Regions from separate parts of the Mus musculus genome. Here region 2 is linked to region 1. Evidence: chromatin contacts called from public HiChIP or PLAC-seq data. All regions are on one chromosome and are shown on one strand. Each heading gives the region's core, a stretch centred on a gene start, on an enhancer-like site or on the middle of the called end of the contact. The rest is flanking DNA. Distances are from core to core; before and after follow the strand shown.

Region 1 (5,588 bases), core at 1,647-4,146:
TGTGCCTCCCCAGAGCACCCTAATGAATCTTGTCCCCCTCCCTTAAGAAAGAGAAGGGCCGGGCATGGTGGCGCACGCCTTTGATCCCAGCACTTGGGAGGCAGAGAGGCAGGCGGATTTCTGAGTTCTAGGCCAGCCTGGTCTACAGAGTGAGTTCCAGGATAGCCAGGGCTATACAGAGAAACCCTGTCTTGAAAAAAAAAAAAAAGAAAGAAAGAGAAAGAAAGAAAGAAAGAAAGAAAGAAAGAAAGAAAGAAAGAAAGAAAGAAAGAGAAAGAAAGAAAAAAGAATGGGGGTGGAGAGATGGCTCAGCGATTAAAAAACACTGACTGCTCTTCCAGAGGCCCTGAGTTCAATTCCCAGCAACCGCATGGTGCTCAAAACCATCTATAATGGGATCGGATGTCCTCTTCTGGTGTGTCTGAAGACAGATACAGTGTACTCATCATATAAATAAAGACATTTAAAAATTCATTTATTTATTATCTGTAAGTACACTCTAGCTGTCTTCAGACACTCCAGAAGAGGGTGTCAGATCTTGTTATGGATGTTTGTGAGCTGTGGTTGCTGGGGTTTGAACTCAGGACCTTCAGAAGAGCTGTCAGTGCTCTTAACTGCTGAGCCATCTCACCAGCCACGGAATACATTTTTGTTTGTATGTTTGTTTAAGAAAAGAATGTAGTCATGGCTAGGGCACAGTGGTGTGTGCTTGCAGTCTCAACAAGTCGGTGGTGGTGGACAACCCCTTGAGCCTAGGATTCGAAGGCTAGTCTGAGCAATGTGGTAAGATACTATCCATCTCAAAAAGAAAACACGTGCCATGGTACGCATATTACTCCCCCAACACAAACAAGTGTATGTAATATTTTTCTAAAAAAGGATTTAAAACATATAAGCATGTGCAGAATTGGAATGTAAAGATGTTTTTGTATGTCTTGGTCTGAGCCTCTAAGGAGTTCTCTGTGCCCACTCTTATTTCTCTGAAGGATACCTGGACACTTTATAAACCAGCCAAATCTGAAAGACATTATTTTATTAACACACCAGCCTCTTCCCATTGCTCTTAAACAAGTGGTTGTAACTACAACACGAACTGGCACCAAATAATCGCTCAGCTGTCCTTACGTCCAGATGTCACAGACTGGGCCTCCCTGCAGCCAGGTAAGGCTGCCCAAGGTCGGCCTACTACTCACTACTCAGCCTAGAGGACCTGGAAACAGGATTTAGTGGCTTTTCACTCTAGGAAGTCAGACCCTGCTCCAAGGCCTGACTGAACTGGAACTTTAGCCTTGGCCTTCCTCCATAGTTTTAGGCAGTTTGTAGCTGGCCTTCGGTGTCTGAGTGAGGAAGGCTCCAGGAAAGGTTCCAGAGTTGCCTCACAAGGGGACCCCTTCCCCAGGCCTTTTGGAATCCAGGTCATCAATGGCGCAGAGCTGCACACCATTTTGGGCCAGCCAAGCCCGCAAAGTGGGTGCTGTGAGAACGTGCAGCTCATGCAGCCGCTCCCAAGAACAAGAGAACGCATCTGGGCCCTCACCGCAGCCCCCTGCTGGAGGCACACTGGGGTATCCGGGATGTGCCATCAGCTCGGCAGTCAGGGCGTGGCCAGCAGGGATATCTTCCAGGGCCCGCGCCAGTGACCCCAAGACTCGGTGAGCTGACATATGCCGGCCACAAGTGCTCAGGCCCACAAAGGCATCGGTCCACCTGTGAGTGCCAGGATATCAGAGGTGTTGCCTCAAGGACCGGTCGGGATAGGCAGAGGGTGGAGCAGGACAGTAGGTCAACTCCTAACTTTTTTTTTTTTTTTGGTTGAGAAAAACCAACCAAAACTGGGATCTTTGGGGACGTGGCAGGGTTGGATGTAGTTGGGAAGGCTGATGCTCACCGCAGGCCGTGGCGAGAGAAGGGGCCAATTGCGGCCCGGGCATCGCGCTCCACCGTGCAGGCGAAGGCGCGCGCTGGCGCTTCGAGCCACGCGCAGCTGCCCACGCCACGTTCTGCCGGCAGCCGTGTGAAGCGGACCCCGTACGCCTGCAGCGCCTCGGCGAACACCTGACACACGCCTGCTTGGAGGGGTGGGCGCAGAGGGGAGTCTCCATCGACCTCCCATCAACCCAGGAAAGAAGCCCCACCCCCCGCCCTGGGAGTATCAAGCCGCGTACCTGGAAGCACATGCACGTGCTGGTGACCGTCCACGTGCGTGGGGGACCTGCCCAGCAACTCCCGGAAGCGGCTGAGTTGAGCTTCTAGTTCCTCCCGCACCTGAAGGGAGGGGCACAGATACTATGAGCTTCGGGAAGCAGCCACAAAACTAGGAGCTCCGTCTGGTGCCACGATGCGACTGCTCCAGCCTTTGAACTAGAGAGTATACCCAGCATCCGCTTTTGACCCAACGACTTCCATGATACCCTCTGGGCTGAGATTTGAAGATCAAGATGAGTATTCCCCTGCAGCCACGTCTCCGCACCTGGGGCAAAGCAACGTCTCCAGCCGCTAAAGCCTCCCGAAATCCCATCTTGCCGAGAAAGAAGCCTTCGGGGCTGAGGAGCGACGAGGCGTTGTGGCGGGCCGGGCCCACCGGACGGCCCTCAGACAGGTTGGCGTGAAGACCCGTGGGAATGCTGTGCCTACGGGCAGAGCGCGAGAGCGATCACCGGCTGCCACCAAGTGGGAGCCCCTAAACCAGCCGGGTCCTGTAGGGGACCGCCCTCACCTGCGGGCCAGCTCGGCCGCACTCTCTGCGGCTGTGCCGTTAACCAGCAGTGACACGCTGGTCACAGTTCCTGCCAGGAAGGCCTCTACGATGCCCTCATCGCGCCGCGGGCAATAACCAAAGTCATCAGCGGTGACAACCAGCCGCACGCGGGGAAAAGCCATGGCTGCCAAACCCTGGCTGGAGAGCAGAGGGAATAGGTTGGAGCATCCAGACCCCGCCCTCGAACGCTGCCGAGGCCCCACCCCGACGCACACGCCTAAATGCGGCTGCAAGCCGCCATTGTTCTCGCCACCTAGAGGTCTCTGAATGTCCTGCTAACGCTCTGCAAATTTTATTTTTTTGTTCGTGTGTGTGTGTGTGTGTGTGTGTGTGTGTGTGTGTTTATGTATATATACATATGTATGTATATACGTGTATACACGTGTGTGTGTATATATAGTATATATATACATACATAAATACACACACACACATATATGTGTTTATACTTATGTATATATACATGTATATATACATATGTATGTATATACGTGTATACACGTGTGTGTGTATATATAGTATATATATATACATACATAAATACACACACATATATATGTGTGTTTATACTTATGTATATATACATGTATATATACATATGTATGTATATATGTGTATACACGTGTGTGTATATATATAGTATATATAAACACACACATATATATGTATATACGTGTATACACGTGTATATATATATATATGTATATATATATACATACATAAATACACACACGCATATGTGTGTGTGTGTGCGCGTGTGTGCATGCGCGCCTGGTTTTGATCCACAATGTGAACGCATACTGGTAACCGAACTTCAGTCCTTTGCAAGAACTGTAAGCTTTCCTAACCACTGAGTTCTCTAGCTCATTTTTTTATTTTTGAACTGTAATTTTTTTTAATGTCGAAAAGGAGAAATATATTCAAGAGAAATTCCCCTTGCTCTTCTCAGTGTTTATCATTACTAAGTTTCTGGGCAGTATATTGTCCTTCCATTATTTTCTCTGAGAAAAAAACCAGCCACCTACCTTTCTCCATCACTCAATGATGATGCCAAGTTATTTCATTCTTGTAATGCTGCTCTTCTTTGTTTCAGTCTGTTCCTCACTGATTCTCCCAAGGGGAGGCTTTTTCTTAGCAAAAGCTCTAAACAACAAGAAAACTGGCAGATTTACTCAAGAAAGCACTAGTTCACTTTCACCTTGAGCTTAAGGCAATGCTTACATCCGTCACCTCACTTTTGGACTTTGTCCAGTAAGCTTCCTTATCCATGACTTACCTATAATCACCATGGTGACATGGTAATGTGGCTGTCTTGATACTGTTTTGAAACAGTCTTATGTATACCAGGCTGACCTCACTATTCATTCAGCTGAGGCTAGCCTTGAACGTCTGATCCTAGAGCTTCCACCTGTCCAGTGCTGGAGCTACAGGTATGTGCTACCACGCCTGGTTTTTGTGGCACAGGAAATTAAACCAAAGACTTCATGCATGTTAGGCAAGCATTCTGCCAACTGAGAAGCATTCATTATAGGATGTCTGTTTCTTGATTCAAGCCCATGATATTGGTAATTTACTACTGTTTTACAGCTAAGAGACCTGAAGGTTCATGAGAGAGATGGGGCAGGAACCCTTCCCTACAAGTTGAAGCCTGACCTGCTCTGGGCTCCTCAATCCTGATGCCTGCGTGACAGGCAGAAGGGAGAGAACTTGATTGTAACAGTACCTGGTGACGTTTCATAAGGGTTGGAGGCCTCGAAGAACCCTTCAGCCAAGTTCTTGGCATAAACACTGCTGTGTCTGATCATAGTGACTGTTGAACCATCGGGTGTCATTCAGCCACTGGGGCCCTCTGAGAAACTGCTTTTGGAAAGGCCAGAGGCCCTGAGGCCATGGAACGCTGAGAACCACAGATTGGGAGGAGAAAACTCTACAGCACCTACTGTATCAGGAATGGGGTTATTAGGGATTAGGGCTAACTGCTTTGATTCTTGCCCTAAAGAAGTGAAGCTGTTAGACAAGGAAGAAAAAAATGTGGCAGGGGAGGATGGACTTGCTGTGGGTATGTTGGCAATGACAGGCTTCCTAGGATTGAAGGGAGGAAGGAAAACTGTAGAGGTGAGTTTATATGGCGCTTCCATATAGTGTAAACTGTGTTGTAATACTCACTTGTGGAAGGGTCCTCAGCTCCATTATGAGGAGCTGGTGTTGAGGGGCTAAGTCATATTAGTAAGAAAAAGCAGGGGCAGGAACTAGGCTGTTCAGAAAACCAGGACTCTTCACTTGAAAAGGAAGATGCGGCCTAGTCCACACTGCATTGATGAGGGAAAGGGATCCTTAAGAGGAAGCCAACGGAGTGGGAGGTCCAGGAATGAGCTGAGGAAGGTGTTTAAATCACAAATTGAGGCTATCGCTTCCGCCCTGAGAATTAGAGAAACAAGACCCAGATTCAGACGTCTTGGCTGAATATAACCATCCCCAAGAACTATACTTAGCTGGCTGGACAGAAAAAAAAAAAATCCAACGGGTGGGGGAGGAGCCAATCTGGGCCCCTCCCCCAACCATTGTGTCGGGGAGGCTAGTGAATGAGAGGCCAGATTCTGTCCAATCAGGATAAGGTATGTAAATGAGCATCCTAGGATGCTAAGGGGGTAGGATTCCAGTTCTCTGTGCGGTAGAGCTTTAAAGGGTGCTGAGTGAGCGAACCCCTAGAAGCACAGCAGAGACTCTGGTAAGCAGGTGAGGTCTCCAGGGTGCCTCTGGTCTGAAAGAAGGAAGTCCGGACACACACTTCGACCCAGACACAGTTGCAAACAAAAGGCAGCGATTTGGG
Region 2 (5,588 bases), core at 1,607-4,106, 110 kb before region 1:
CTGGCACAGGGTATGTACTGAGCCCACCGGATTCCACCCTCCTCAGGCACAGTGTACAGGACAGATTTCATTATGTATAAGACCGTGTCCTCTCATTTCCTGCCAACTACTCACATGGAAAAAGAGGTCATGACAAATACAGGTGCCAAGCAAAACCCAAGGTGTATAGGCTAGGTAGAGGGCTTATTGGCTAAGTGCACTTGCTGTTCTTCAAATCATCTGTAAGTCTGATTCCCAGGATCTGATGCCCTCTTATTAACTCTGCAAGCAGCAGGCACTCAAGCAGTTATATACATGCAGGCAAAGCACTCACATACATAAAAATAAATCTAGAAATGTTAATGGGGTTTGAATTTTCCTTTGTTACTCTTTCAGGTATGAAAGAAGTCATTCACAGGTCAGAGGTCACAAAGAGAACCTACAAAAATGACTGGCAGCTGGCCAGTCCAGGCGTAAACCCACCCCACGGGACTGGTCTTCCCACACTTACACACACACACACACACACACACACACAAATTTTTTTAAACTAAAAGGTTAAAATTTAAAAGATAAAAAGGAAAAAAAATGGGGGTGGGTGGCTATGGGGGACTTTTGGTATAGCATTGGAAATGTAAATGAGCTAAATACCTAATAAAAAATGGAAAAGAAAAAAAAAAGGAAAAAAAAACCCCACCCAAAAAAAAAAAAAAAAAAAAACAGCCAGACAAACAAACAAGTAAACAAAAGACAACCAAAACTCAAAAAAACTATGAGCCAAACCAAATTTTTTTGCTAGCCTCTGGCCCACAACCTCTGTTCTATCCTGGGATACCTTTCAAATACTCCGCCAGGCAGCCAAGGCGTTCTCATTTGCTAACTCCTAGTCCTGACCCAAATACTGATCCTCCCTCCCATAACTGCTGGGTTCTTACAAGCTCACCACCATCCAGGAGTATAGAGACAGTGGGCACTGTCCAAGCCTGTGAGCCCTGTGCCCTTTCTAGTACTGTCTACCATCTGGAGCCTGGGAAAGGCAGCAAGCTGGTCCTTCCAAACAGGCTACATAGACTCCAGCTGCAGTGACTAAGTAATAAGCACACGGATGCCTCTCGTCTTCAAAGGAATCTATCAGCAATAGTGTGTCCAAGTGAGATCCCACCTGTAAAGAGCTCTCCAGGAGAACAAGGGCGGCAAGTGTACCGAAGGCCCCAGGAGGTCAGAAGTATACCTCAGCGGCACTCTTGACTCCACATGGCCTGCCTTAACTTCCATCCAATAGAATGGGCCACACCAGTGCCCAAGGAGACCCAAAGTTTCCTGAGGTCACAAGCCATGGGGACTCAGCTGCCAGCCCTGCAACATCAGTGCCCACAGCAAAAGTCTGGGGGCTCTGGTAGCTTACACAGAGAACTATGAGCCTCCAACTCAGGGTCTAATTTCTTTCTTTGAGACAGGATCTCCCTTTGGAACCCTACCTGGTCTGGAATTTGATGTATAGACCAAGCTGTCCTTGGCTCAGAAGAAATCACTCTTCCTCTGCCTCCCAAGCACCGGTATTAAAGGACTGTGCTGTGCATACCATGCCTGGCTTCCATGTAGCTAAACTGAAGCTCACTACCACCCCAAATGCCCTGCCCTTTCCTCAAAATGTTCCCAGTCCTGTCTTCTTCTAGGGTAGGCCTGCTTCTCTTCAACCCAACACACTGTAAAACTAACAATCTGCCCTGTTCAGAGAAGGAAGCTAATAACCCAGCACACTGTGAGTCAACAGAAACGTTACAGGAATGCTAACACTCGGTCCTACCAGCACCTGCCAGAGGGCTCTGCCTGCCTGCCCCTTGCCCACAACAGCTGAAGCACATCAGTGGGATACTGAGTGGCTGGAGATGAGGAAAACCAAGGCTTCTCCACATGCTAAGTAGAAACAAAGAGCCTAAGGTATGATTTCCACACAGGCCCTATATATCAGCCCCAAGGCAATGGCAGTGCCAGCTCTGCCAGCAATAATAGCTGGTACCTCAGGCCTACCAAGAGAAATAAAAGAAAAGCTATATGTGGCCAAGGCCTGGGCCACAAGTCCTAGACACCCCACATGCTGCCTGCCTGCACTGTGCACATATAGCAACCTGAATTCTGAGGGCCAGGACAGAATGTATACTGCAAAGCTGTATGAGAGACCCAGGAAGCCCCAAGGACTGGAAACCAGTGGTGATTCTTCCTCTCCCAGGCCTACCGGAGTGCCAGGGGCCCAGAAACCATGTGAGCAGCAGCCGGCGGGGGGTGGCCTCCTCGAGTGCACAGACTTCCTGAGGGTGCATCAAAGCCTGGTTACCTGGAGAAAAAAAAGCAGGCATCAGTGAGGGACGGAGGAGAAGAGAGGAACAAGGGGTGGGGGGGTCTCTACTCCCAAAGAGGTTCACAAACACCTGAGGCAACAAAGCAAGAGGAAAAAAAATGAGACACACATACACACACACCAAAAAAAGAGAGACCTTGTTTTAGATATGAGCAGCTAGGTGGCATTATGTAGCCTTTAAAGCACATTGTAAATGTCCCTTGCCTTTAATCCCAGCACTCCCAGAGGCAGGTGGGTATCTGTAAGTTCGAGGCCAGCCTGCTCTATGTAAGAGGGTTCCTGTCGAAAGGAAAGGAAAGGAAAGGAAAGGAAAGGAAAGGAAAGGAAAGGAAAGGAAAGGAAAGGAAAGGAAAAGAAAGGAAAAGAAAGGAAAGGAAAGGAAAGGATACAGGGAGGGGGCATCTTAGGAGGCTAAAGGCAAGACACAGCTGGCTGTCAGGAGGCTAGGGCAAGGCTGGCCATATTTACATAACAAAAGGTCAAAACCAGGAGCCACTTGTGGAAGGGCTATTTATAAGAGCCAATCTGCCTCTACTGCCTCTTTCCCCTTCTTTCCTTGGCAACAGGGCTCTTCTGTCTACAGGCTCAACTCAGCACAACAACCAACAGCAACCGGGTGAGGGGTGCTCTCTGCCGCCATCACTCTGTGTTCTACAAGAGGAGGGATCTTGAGGTTCTGGATCCCTGTACTCCATACAGAACGGCAGCCTGGTCTCCCCTGGAACAAGCAGGGGTAGGAGGAGCCTGCAGCAGGCAAGAATCCATCTCTGACAGCCCTTCCCCCACACCATCCCTAGGGCCAGAGGACAGGTCCTTCAGGAATGTGACCAGACCTGGGGTATAGACCTTAGACTGAGGCCTCGGTCCTTGGCTTCAGGCTCAGCTGTCTCTCCAGCCCTAGAAGCAGCTCCCATTTCAGAGTGGGCTCAAAATCCCAGAGGTCACAGAACAAAGAACCAGCTCTGAGCTCCATGTTTCATGAGCTGGTCACCCAAGAGGGCAGTGGACAGAAGAAAAGCCAACGAAATGGGCAAGATGAATCAGACACCCATGAAATCCATCTTAGCCAGCCAGACACCTCAGCCTAAACCAGTCTTATGCCATAGCGCTTGCCAAATCCTGATTTCTGTGAGTTCAAGGGGGAAGAATTCTTTTACATCAAGTTCTACAAAAGGCAAAACTGACACAAATCAGTGTAAGCTTGCATGGGCAGAACAACCACACAGCAACACAGACTCTTGTTGCTCCTGGCTTCTCTCTGACTGGGGCACGATTAGTGTTTCTCCAGAGCCAGTCAAAGCATGGTTCTTCAGGACCTCCCTCCCTTCCCCCATGCACCCACAACCTCAATATTCACTCACCCCACTTCCCTGCCTAAACACACAGCATTCAAGTGGCTGATGAAAATGACAGATGACAGTCTGGGCTTCCACTATCTCCGTGCCGCCTCCTGACCCTAAGTGGAGCTTCATTGGGGGAATGACCCACCCATAATCCTGCTGAGAAGGCTAGTGTCCAGGAAGCCTCAAGGACTAGTGAAAAAGGCTTCTCTTCTCTGTTCCCTACAATGGGACAGGACACCACTATTATGGCCCAGTCTTAAGAATTGAGAAAGGTTTTAAGATAAAAGTGACTTAAATAGGAAACTGAGAAAGTCTACCACTCTACCTCTTCCAAAAAATACTGCCCCAAATCAGCCTAGACACCCACCTTTCCTAGTGCCACGGTCTCCAGAGGCTCACGCTTAGTACTGGTCTGCCTATGGAGCCTCCTGTGACTCCCTTTGCACGCGAGGCTGCTAGCCCAGCTTCTAGGACAAGAAGACTCCAGGCCCACACAGTGAGGCCCAGACTCGGGGTGTGGTTTCAAGCCACATGATACTCCTCACACTTCTTCTCAATGCCTGATCCCCTCGGGCAGGAATGAACCCTCCTGGAGGCATCCAAGGGCACCTGGGCTGGAATTTCTCTGCTTCACACCCAGCCAGGAGGCCTGGTGAAAAGGAAAAAGGCCAGGAAAGGGGGCCATCCCACCCAGGCCTCTTAAGAACCTTCTCATCCTGCCTGGCAACCACTGACTCCGCCAGAGTATGCATCTGTAAAAGGCCTGGTGGACTGAGAAAGCGGGCGGGAGTTTCTTCCACCTCAGCCATCATCCTGAGTGCCACTCCCAGGTAAGAGGGCTTGGCTGAGACAAGAACACTGATGAAGAAGTCATAACCGCTAGCTAGGCACCTTCCACATCCCAGAGATTTAATAAGCACATCTGACTAATGTCAGAGAAGACTCAGACATTTTCCTACCATCCAGAGACCTTAATGTGAGGACAGTTGGTCCACTTCCCATATGGTAATCTCATATCCCACGTGGCTCCCCCAAGCCTGGGCTGTCTGAAAGAGACTGAGCAACTGGAGATCTAGAAGATTCCCAATGCCTAGTCCAGGGCCTAACTATGGGCAGACACAGTCACAAAGTGAAGATTCCATTTAACCCTGTTCCTGTCCTGGACTCCTCCATGAAACTCTATCCATCCTAGCTTTCCACCACAGTCCATACAAGTCTCATCTGCCCAAGTAAGATAGGTCTTCTAGGGGTGGGGGGCTGTGCAGTGACTGAACAGGTCTGAGCAGGTCTGGTCTCACTGAAGCCTGCCACAGGCTTATAAGGACCATTATCTCTGCCTCCAGCTGCAGATAAGGTTCTTGGGGGTTAAGCAACTTGCCCACAGAAAAGAGAGTACATAGGTAACAGAGAGAGGATCTAAAGCCTGACTTGGGAGGGGGTTGTGGTTAATTTTCCTCTCTCATAAAGGCCCTCTTAATTACAGAGCTGCTTGGGAGAACTCCGGCTCCTTCCCCTCCCACCCCTGGAGGCCTCAAAACCTAGACCAATGGTAGGGGGCTTGTGTAAGGCCCTGGGTTCAAATCCAGAATTACACTTTTTCACCCCCACCCCCGCTCTAATGTTCCAACCTAGTCACTGTGAGGGCACAGGTCTTTTCTCCAGGAAGAAAAGTGAGCTGCCATCTAGGCAGCATCAGGGGCTAGGCAGGGCTTGCTGCTTTTCTAAGAAAATCCCTAGCCAGGTGTGGTGACCCACTGCCTTTTAGGTTTGGGCTTAGTAGCAGGTGGAGCTCATTTCTCTGGGCAAGCCCAGCCAAATTATTAACCCAAACCTGGATGCTAGCCAGCCACTCCTGGCTCTCTCCCAACACCGTCCTGGAAAGCAATAGGCACTTCAAATGCCAAGAG

The links. HiChIP or PLAC-seq counts read pairs in DNA pulled down with a chosen protein or histone mark.
Region 2: an H3K4me3 HiChIP or PLAC-seq map of embryonic stem cells shows a contact between it and region 1, with 13 read pairs. The contact joins the enhancer-like site here to the promoter of Ydjc in region 1. A contact is called at or near these places in 20 of 39 promoter capture datasets (3T3-L1-derived adipocytes, the C10 cell line, the HPC-7 cell line and 14 more), 2 of 484 Hi-C or Micro-C datasets (bone marrow-derived macrophages and muscle stem cells), 11 of 115 datasets of contacts at active chromatin or transcription factors (the 230-238 cell line, the SCID.adh cell line, craniofacial prominence and 4 more) and 4 of 9 other capture datasets (adipose tissue, liver, macrophages and 1 more).

The regions. Positions count from the first base shown.
Region 1 is chr16:17,144,275-17,149,862 of GRCm38.p6, reverse strand. Ydjc (YdjC homolog (bacterial)) reads right to left here and starts at 2,896. Exons shown (of 5, transcript NM_026940.4): 1 at 2,717-2,896; 2 at 2,471-2,630; 3 at 2,166-2,265; 4 at 1,889-2,066; 5 at 1,006-1,707. The coding sequence starts at 2,880. The coding sequence ends at 1,377. LOC115488656 (a long non-coding RNA gene) reads right to left here and starts at 4,992. Exons shown (of 3, transcript XR_003951945.1): 1 at 4,925-4,992; 2 at 4,482-4,697; 3 at 3,839-3,901. It overlaps Ccdc116 (coiled-coil domain containing 116), which reads left to right and starts at 5,417. Exons shown (of 5, transcript NM_001373948.1): 1 at 5,417-5,486.
Region 2 is chr16:17,251,694-17,257,281 of GRCm38.p6, reverse strand. Hic2 (hypermethylated in cancer 2) reads right to left here. Exons shown (of 3, transcript NM_178922.3): 2 at 2,216-2,314. The coding sequence starts at 2,241. Among named protein-coding and RNA genes, the nearest start is that of Hic2, 21 kb to the right of the region's middle. Within about 2 kb of position 2,856, at least 53 of the 459 cell types and tissues checked have an H3K27ac peak or open chromatin away from gene starts, as enhancers often do. A contact at or near this core is called in embryonic stem cells, epiblast stem cells, neural stem cells and 3 more, where this site is marked.